Linked DNA regions of Hordeum vulgare: region 2 is linked to region 1. A link is a contact called in public Hi-C data. All regions are on one chromosome and are shown on one strand. The core of a region is the stretch at or near the end of the contact, and the rest is flanking DNA. Distances in the headings are between cores, read along the strand shown.

Region 1 (4,608 bases), core at 1,295-3,794:
CTATTGTACAGCCACTATCACAATTATTTTCAGTTGTTGCTAGTACTTCTGACAAATATTAGTGATGTTTCCTGAATTTAAATGAAAAGGAAACAGTTTTACCTTCTTGGAATTTTCAGCGGAGATTGCATCATCAATGGACTCAGGGCTAACAGAATAGTTTGATTGCACATTCATATCAGGTGAACCATCACCATGCAGCGTCAAATTTTCTTCAGTAGTTGGCACGGCTTGGTTTTCCTCAGAAGGTGAACATTGTATTTGTTCATCACAGTGATTTTCAGTTGCGTGGTCCGAATAATTCATTTCTTTCGGCTGGTTTTCGGAATGAGCTACTTCATGATCGACAACAGACTTCTGCGCACCAGGTAGCACAGAATCAGAATCAATTTCTTCAGGTAAATCGTCCTGACCAGATGTTGATGCTGCAGCAGGTGACTGCATCAATTGTTCTCCCATGGACCTTTCTCCATGTTCAGCAGAATTTTCATTGACAGCATCAAACAGTACAGATTCTGGAATGGTATCATCATCCATTGGCGGAATCGCGAAACTAGTGTTTGTGTCACTAAATACCCCTGAGAAAGGATTTTGTCAACACACAGAAGTGTTTTGAGATGAAAACAATACAGGGTGCTAAAAGAAGGTCGCATGACATTTAGTGGCCCTTTATCCAGTGCAAGGACTCGAGCTGTACTAACGGATAGAGGACAAAAATCTTACCATGAATATCTGAATCGTCATTCGTGTTTGCATTATTGTCATCTGCGGTACTATTTGGAAGAACATTATGGATAACATAATCTGCTGCTGCATCAGCATCGCCATTGAATGAGATGGAAACTTCTATCAGTGTTGAGATGTTAACCTGCATAGCAGTGGCGGAGCATGAACAAGGGTAAGGTGATTATAGAGGTTGAAAGATTAGTAGATCGATTAGGCTTATTTGACAAAAAAAATCTAGGAAAGGGGGGCAAGGCCCCTAATTGTCCCCAAGAGGCTCCGCCACTGCTGCATAGTTAATAGTGGGGATGTCACAGTGCACGTTAGTAAGTGGTGTGCCAGGTCTATAATAATTTTTAACAATAACAAATGCATTATCATACAGTAACACCATTATTCCATATACTACTCCCTTCATTTCAAAATAATTGAAGTTCTAGGTTTGTCTTAAGTCAAACTTGCTTAACTTTTTTTTTCTTAAGTTTGACCGTTTCTATATATAGAATAATGTGGTAAGATCTATATTCTATCCACTACCTGGGCATTGCTAATTGGTAAATAAAAAATAGTTTTGCCAAGGTTTTCCTACAAAAATCACGGACCGAGAAAAACTCTCACCAATACTAGACAACAATATTGCAGAAATAATTAAAATGCATGCGTACTATTAGAGCTGCGCTGTCTAGTTTGGTTTGTGTGGTGTGGGGCTGCAGCTATTAGGGCTGCTTTTTTCTTTTCTTTGATCTTCGGATCTTTGGTCCTAGGACCTTCATCACCTTTTTGTTTTCCGTTGCTTCCTGCTATTATCAATGAACGCCAGGATCTTTAAAAAAAGTGCATGCGTACTACAATCAAATTCTGTAGTGTCTGAGAAAAACAAAGCACTTTTTTTTGTGTCATGCGTATGGCATGAAATAAAGGTGGAAGCAGATCAACCAAAGCCAGCGGTTCGCATACATATGTCCTGCAGATTAAGAAAAGAACACCATACATTTTGCATTGCAATATAATTAAGCATCTGTGTGTCAACGCAGAGCAGCCCTTAGTTTATTTCACGAAAACACGCAGGCATACACACACACACACGATCAACACCGTACACCTACGCAGTTCAGTAAAACCAAACCGACAAACTCGTCACAAATTAGTTCAACAGATCAGCAATGCGCTGAAACTGAACCGACCAACTCGTCGGCGGTATTCTACTGTTAAAAAATCATCGACTGTTCAACCGATCCAACGGGCGTGGAATACGAAGTTTTTTCAGGAGAAAACCAATCGCGTAATCGCAGTCACGGACTCACCTGCGGGAACACCTGCACGAGGCCGTCCAGGACGAGGAGCGCGTCCCCCGTCATCCTCGCCTCCTCCTGCAACCACGCACGAACGTACGTGCGCACAAACGCGGGAACGATCGATCGAACTCGTTAGGATCCAACTCGTATCCAGACCGACATGCAAAAGGAATCAAACACGGCAGGTCACGATCGAGGGAGCGGCGAGCGGACCTCGAACTTGGAGCTAGGGTGCGCGGCGCCGGCGTCGGCGTCGCCGGAGGACGAAGACGAGGAGGCGCCCGCGGTGCCGTGCTTGCACCTGGGGTCCATGCCGTCGCCGGCGGAGGAAGACGGAGAGGCGCCCGTGGTGCCTGGATTGGTTGGCTGGGGTTTCGGGGCGGGCGCTGGCTGCTCTTCTGGGTCGGAGGGCTTTGGGAAGAGGGATGGGGAGGATTTGTGGGGCGATCTCGGGAGAGGAGCCCGGCTTTAATCCGAGCAGGAAAGCGATTTCTGTTTGAGATTTTTACCGCGATGTGGTTCCGGGGGGTGGTGGTGGCACGCGACGCGGGCTGCTAGGGACGGACGACGAGGAGGCGAGGCGGGCGGGGGGCCGTTGGATCTGCAGCTCTTGGGTCGCGCTCGGCGGCAGGATTCTGAGCGAACGGTCGGGATGGGTTGTGTGCTGGTGCGGGTGTCCGGGAGAAAGCAGGGCAGCTTTGAGCCTCTGACCCTTTCAGTTTCGGGGAAGGAAGAGGATAACTACTCTGACCCCAGCTGTTCCGAGATCGAACGATGGAGCGGCTCCGCTCGGCCGTTGATGGGGGCAAGGCCTACACTCCTTTCCCGGCACGGTGAAAGATGACTCGTGCCCTCGCGGCAGCGGCACGGCGCTTGATTCCCTTCTCTTCTCATCCTGGTCGCTTAGATTTTTTTTTTGCGAAGTCATAGGGATTTTAGTCCAAGATAAGAGAGTTATTACAATCCTCAGCGACTAAATCACTGACACACGAAGAAGCTTGTCCCAGCCAACATGATGTGCTATCTCCACACCGTCCAAAGTTTGCTAAGCAATCTGCAGCCCTATTTTGATCACGAGAAACTTTTACAGGAATAAAAACCCTATCACTTAAGAGGAATTTAATCTCCTGGATCATATGGCCGTAGGCTGATCTATCCAAGGATGCATCAGATATAGCTTTAAGTACTACAACACAGTCTGATTGTACCATGATCGTGGAGTTGGAATGCTCAACTGTTAGTTTAATACCTTCTAGAATAGCATGTAGCTCCGCTTCAAGGGCGTCGTTGCACTGGAATAGCTTGCGGTAAGCAGCAAAGATTACACCACCGGTAGCGTTCCTCGATATCATACCCGAACCATCTGAGCCATCTGTAACATTGAAGGATCCATCCACTGACAGCGCCACCGTTCCTATCCGAGGGGGTGGCCAAGGCACACGGGGCGTGGGGTTTATGCGCGTCTATCGCATATCCAAGCCTTCAGAGAACACCGGCGACTTGCCCTTGATAATCTCGTCCACTCCCCGTGAAATCTGATTGAAGGTATTATAGTAGCTGAGAAGGAAGGAGGGGATACCTCTGGTGGTGGAATTGATTTACCATGTACCAGCTCATTCCGAAGGTGCCATATTCTCCATAGGACCATGATAATTCTGTTTCTGATAGAGTCATGTAATTCTGCAAGGAGATGAAACAACCATTCAGTGCCCGTCCACTTGATCATCGATCTGTTTGGAAGAGGCCAATGAGTTTGCATCAAGTCCCAGAGATAAGCAGCACTTCGGCGAGAAAGTAGCGCATGAAATGATGATTCCTGTTCACGGTCACAAAGCCTGCAGTACCCATTCAGACCAATATGCCTTCTCCCCTTTTCAGCATCCGTCGGCAGGGCGCGTGAGATCACTTGGCATGCGAAATTCTTGAGTTTTGGTGGAACCGCAGTATTCCACACTAAACGCCGGAGAGATCTATCTCCCGATGGATGATTGGTGGAGGAACCTGGACAGAATTGATCATAGTGGTCCGACAACGCCACATGATAAGCGCTCTTTACTGTCAACATGCCTGATTTCTCCCATGGCCAAGAAATGAAGTCCTCCCGTTGCCTCACAGACGTTTTGATCTTGAGAATGGAGTTCACATTCGGCTGCCAAAAGTGTTGTTGTACCAGCTCTACCTTCCGATTACCACGGTTGTCCAAGAAGTCAGTTACTCTGTTAAGGTGACAGTTCCTCTTGGGAGTAATGGATGTGTACGACGGACCCCGTGGAATCCATGGATCCCTCCAAATACGAATATCTGCACCATTGCCAACACGCCATAACATGCCTTTCTTCACTAGTTCCACGTCATACTCAATTCCTTTCCACACTGCCGAAGAGTTCCCCGAGAACACTGTATCCGTCAAGCTGTCCTTAGGGAAATATTTAGCTCGAAGGAGTTTAGCACACAGAGAAACCGGTGTCGTCAAGAGACGCCAAGCTTGCTTAGCTAGTAACGCCTAGTTATAAGCTCTCATATCCCGGAATCCGAGACCTCCTTTAGACTTGGGAAGGATTAGCTTGTCCCATGCAGTCCATGCCATTTT
Region 2 (4,755 bases), core at 928-3,427, 420 kb before region 1:
TGGATTTATAGGCAATGCAAAGTAGCAAATTTAACTAAAACATGCACATATTGTTATTAAATTATGTAATGGTTTCCTTGGTTTTCCGCATGGTGAACGAGACTTGTAGTTGTCAGACCAATTACTCTGCCTGCATCTGAACACACAGGATGAACCAATGGCTACAATAGTATCTCATCAGGCCGGTACTGGGAGTTGCCCCTCCCCATTAACCTCTGGTTTTACCTTCCGTCTGCCAATGACACGCTCATGCATCCCAGTTCGCCTAGTTTTCCAGTTTTCCTGGACCAGTTTCTTTAGAGACATGACACATGCAAGTGAGTTGTGTAAAAATAATATGCTGTAAACTGGTCGGACTCCTTCATCGGGGTAGGACTTGATCGACCCACATAAATCTGAACGGTTTATATGGCCTTTGTTCAACGGATTGGATTTACTTTCCTCTAGAATTAATTCTTATTCAACGGATTAGATTTACTTTCCTCTAGAATTAATTGTGGTAGCTAGAAAGGACCCTCTACTTAGGGTCTGTTTGGTTCCCAGGCAAGCGCTCTCTTAGCCTGGTCCAGCAAGAAAGCGAAGCATTTGGTTCCTGGGCGAGCGAGCCTCGTTACGAGCGGTTTCTAGCTTTTTTTGCGTTTGAGCGAGCGAGCCAATTTGGCTCGCCTCCGTCGGCAAGACTAGCTTTGCCTAGCGACGCAATCAGGCGAGGGATCCAAACGTTCCCTTAGTATATACTCCCTCCGTCCCAAAATTCTTGTCTTAGATTTGTGTAGAAATGAATGTATCTAGTTAGATACAACCATTTCTAGACAAACCTAAGATAAGAATTTTTGGACGGAGGGAGTATATAGATAGCCTTTTCCAATCCAGTTAAGTATAATTGAGTTTTGTCCAGTGCATCAACACTATTTTGTAATTTAGCAACTTCTGTTTAGTTTAATTATTGTAATAAGCCAAATAACATGGATGCACACACTGCAAAACTTTACAAGCTTTATTTGGTGCTCTCTTTCAGGCAGGCAAAAATGTGGGAAGATATGCACATGCATCATGCAAACCAGCTGAAAACTGTGTTGGATCTCAAGTCAGTCGACATATCTGATTCCAGTATCGAAACAAGTGCGCATCACCACAGCCACACCCGTCAGCTGCATGATATTGTAGACAAGTGGAACACAAACTTTAGTGATCTTATGAGCTATCAAAAGGAGTACATAAATGCTCTCTACAGCTGGTTGAAGTTGAACCTTATACCTATAGAGAGCAGCTTAAAGGAGAAAGTAGCATCACCACCGAGGGTGCAGCAACCTCCTGTGAAGGCTCTGCTCCAAGCATGGAATGAGCAACTAGCCAAGCTGCCCGATGATCTTGCCAGGCATGCCATCGTTAGCTTTCGGGCGGTCCTGGAAACCATACTAGGTGTTCAAGACGAGGAGTTGAAGAAGAAAGAGGTCTGCGAACAAATCCACAAGGAATACGTGCGGAAGGCCCGGGCGTTCGAGGAGTGGTATCACAAGCATGGACAGCGCAGGACATTTGATGATCCGGAGAGCGGCGATGGGACGAGCCAGAAGGATGCGATCTCAGAGAGGAGATTCGCGGTAGAAAGCTTGAAAAGCAAGCTGGATAACGAGGTCGAAGCCCATAACAAGCTGTCGAAGCAAGTGCGGGAGAAATCCCTTTCGATCCTGAGAGCGCACCTGCCGGAGCTGTTCCGGGCCCTGACCGACTTCTCCCATGCTACTGCCGACATGCACTCGAAGCTGAGACTGAATGCACTCATGCAGGATCAAGGTAGTGGTAACAACTAGATCAAGAACATGTACAGGAGTTGTTAGGGTGCTAGCTAAAACCCCCCGTCAGAATGTTGTGATGCTTGTATTGTCTCTCTAGCCTTTTTTTGCGGTATGTGTAGTAGTATCTCTTAAGATGGGAACAGTTAGGCATTGTAGCCGTTTTGTTGTTGTTATATAATTTGGATCCTCGTGGGAAATTATTCTTTTAGATCAGAAGAAGGGCATCGCCTGGGTGTTGCTTCATTTGCCGAACAAAACCAAGAGTGGCAGAGTGCTGGCCCGGCCATTCATTCCATCCAAAAAGGCCGGCGGGAAGATACGTCCGGCAGCTCATCCACACCGCCAGGGTGCGTTTGGTTCACAGGATAGGTTTTATTGTTATGGGTATCCCAACTACCTGGATAGGGATAGCCCTATTTTGTGTTTGGTTGGGTGGGATGTCAAGTGAGTGAAGATAGGTGGACGCGGCGCATGCACGGTGGCGACGCCCCACCAAACCCTAGCACTAACCGTAAGTACAAGACCGAAGCAAAACCCGAGAGGGGCTTGTTCGTTTAATCCCTCTTCACCTTCCCTCGTGGAGAAGGGAAAACAGAGCCTCAGTGTGAGAAGCTTTGAAGCATCGATACTTTAAAATTTGCTGTATCGGTGTACAAAACATGCCCGATATGTTCAATTCAAGACCGATACCAGTATCCTCAAAGTATCCTGTTTTACGATTTTAAAATAAAAAAATAGTGTCGATACTCCGTCAATGCCCTCGATACGTCGGGAATTTGGGAGGGCAGCCAGGCCAGTAGAACCCCACCTCCTAACCTAGCGCACACTCTCTCTCTATCAGCTCAATTGAGCAGGCACAAGATCTTGATCGAGCAACTGCACGAGCGCATTGTCGCAGTTGCTGCCTGGAATCGATTTGTTGTTGCTTGCCTCCGCCGCCTATGGCCAGCAAAGCACTAACTTTTTTTTTTCCAGTCCCTGCTCTTCTCCACTCATCCTAAGCCGACCTGCTGGGTGTTGGCTTGCTGTCGCTCTAGTGCATGGCTGCTTTGCTTTGCTGCATAATATTGTTGATTATTGCCGCTAACGTACTAATATTGTTGTTCAGATTAAGAATCGACATATCAACATAAATTTGTGGGCACATACCATATGGGCTTGAAAAAAGGCACAAAGGCAACAAACGAAGCAACATTTTGATCCAAGCAACATTTTTTTTAATCTTTATTGCATAATATTTTATTAATTATTTATATATGCTCGCCGTATTGCTGTATCCCCGTCTCCGTATCGATGCTTCATAGGTGAGAAGCAGAAAGGATCTTCAACATGTGAGGAGTTGCCATTGCTCCAACCTTTTCAGTTACGGCAAATCCACTACCAGCTAGGTGGAGTATCTCCCAACCCAAGCCCACCCTGATTTTATCTAACGAATAAAGAGGTTATTTTGAGGTAAAAAAGACCATCCTGTTTTTTTTGTTTTCATGGTAGAAGGACTGGTAGATCGAACCTGACGTGAGAAAAGTCTGTAAAGAGAGTTTAGAAGGATCGGAATACCACTAGAGAACTAGCTATGGACAGGGATGCGTTGAAGCTTGCTATCCATATGCCAGAACCATAAATTGATCGCGGGATCTTATTGGTTTCACCTCTAGTCTATCCCAACTTGTTTGGGACTAAAGGCTTTGTTGTTGTTGTTGGTGGTGGTGGTGGTGGTTTCGCTTTCATACCACCAGAAAAAAAGCAGACTTGATGGCTGAAACACTCATTCTAGCCCCATTCTAGACAGACATGTAAGAGACAAAACATATCACTCGTAAGAGCATCTCCAACCTGACCTATCAAGTTGTATTTACACACTTTTTACTCTGCATATAAATATTTTTTGAAGTTAAACTCCGTAAAGTTTAACCAAATATATATTAAAAAATGTCGACACCTACAATACTAAAGTTATGCATTATGATAATTAATTTCATGACGCATGTAATGACATTGATTTTGTATTATGAATGTTAAAATATTTTTTTACAAAGTTGGTCAAATTTTATGAACTTTGACTTTAGATAAATTCTTTACGCAAAGTAAAAAGCAAACAAAGGGAGTATGTTCGAACAAACAACTCGAACGATGCCGTGACAAAAAATGCCTCTTGAGTGAAGACCCCAAATCCTCTCATACATGATTCACAAATCCTCAAACGCAGCCCATATTTAGGGACAAAATTGAGGGTGTCTAAGCGTATCCGAGAAGTTGCTCATGCCAGACCCGTCCATTTTTTTTTCTTTTTTTTTCTTTCTCTTATCTCTCCCTCCCATTCTTTTATCGGAAGTTCCGAACAAACGAGGAAGGTTTGAGAAATGTCCTTGAACATGCTCTCACCGTCTCCACGTCTCCGTCTCATTCCTGGTTTGTCGATGTGCCCCCATCTCTCGTGGGAGCTCCTATCCGCCGCTCGTTGCGGCAGGAAGTACCGAGCCACATAGGGGGCGCCCCGACTGGGCCGACCCATCTTTGTTTCCTTTTTTCTTATCTTTTCCTTTTCTGCTTATTTCCTCTTTTTGGATTGTTTTTTTCTTTCTTTTTTTTTCCTTTTTGTATTTGAACCAATTTTCTTTTCGAATTTTAAGAACATTTTGTGAAAATCTAGAACATTTTTGAATTTATGAACAAAGTTTGAAAAACGATAATTATTTGAAATATGGAACTTTTTTTAAAGCAAGAACATTTTTCGAAATTTAAGAACAATTTGCAACATTTAAGAACAATTTTTGAATACAAACTTAGTTAAGAAATTGAACAAAATTTGAAATTTTGAATATTTTTCGAAAATCCAGAATATTTTATGAAATTCCAAAACATTTATGTAAAATGCAAAAAAGTTTTTAGAATTTAAAGAACAAAATTTAAAAAATGTGGGCATTTTTCAAAAATTCAGAGATACATTTTTTGAAAA

What was found. A called contact is a pair of places that touch in the nucleus more often than the background predicts.
Region 2: a Hi-C map of leaf shows a contact between it and region 1, with 2.8 times the contacts expected there. The contact joins the enhancer-like site here to the promoter of LOC123442124 in region 1. A contact is called at or near these places in 2 of 6 Hi-C or Micro-C datasets (leaf and seedling).

Annotation. Positions count from the first base shown.
Region 1 is chr1H:421,870,692-421,875,299 of MorexV3_pseudomolecules_assembly, reverse strand. LOC123442124 reads right to left here and starts at 2,544. Exons shown (of 9, transcript XM_045118221.1): 1 at 2,232-2,544; 2 at 2,028-2,093; 3 at 724-868; 4 at 103-578. The coding sequence starts at 2,330.
Region 2 is chr1H:422,292,888-422,297,642 of MorexV3_pseudomolecules_assembly, reverse strand. LOC123442134 (protein ALTERED PHOSPHATE STARVATION RESPONSE 1) reads left to right here. Exons shown (of 4, transcript XM_045118225.1): 4 at 1,019-1,996. The coding sequence ends at 1,814. Among protein-coding and RNA genes, the nearest start is that of LOC123442134, 8.2 kb to the left of the region's middle. Within about 2 kb of position 2,177, at least 3 of the 3 cell types and tissues checked have open chromatin away from gene starts, as enhancers often do. A contact at or near this core is called in leaf and seedling, where this site is marked.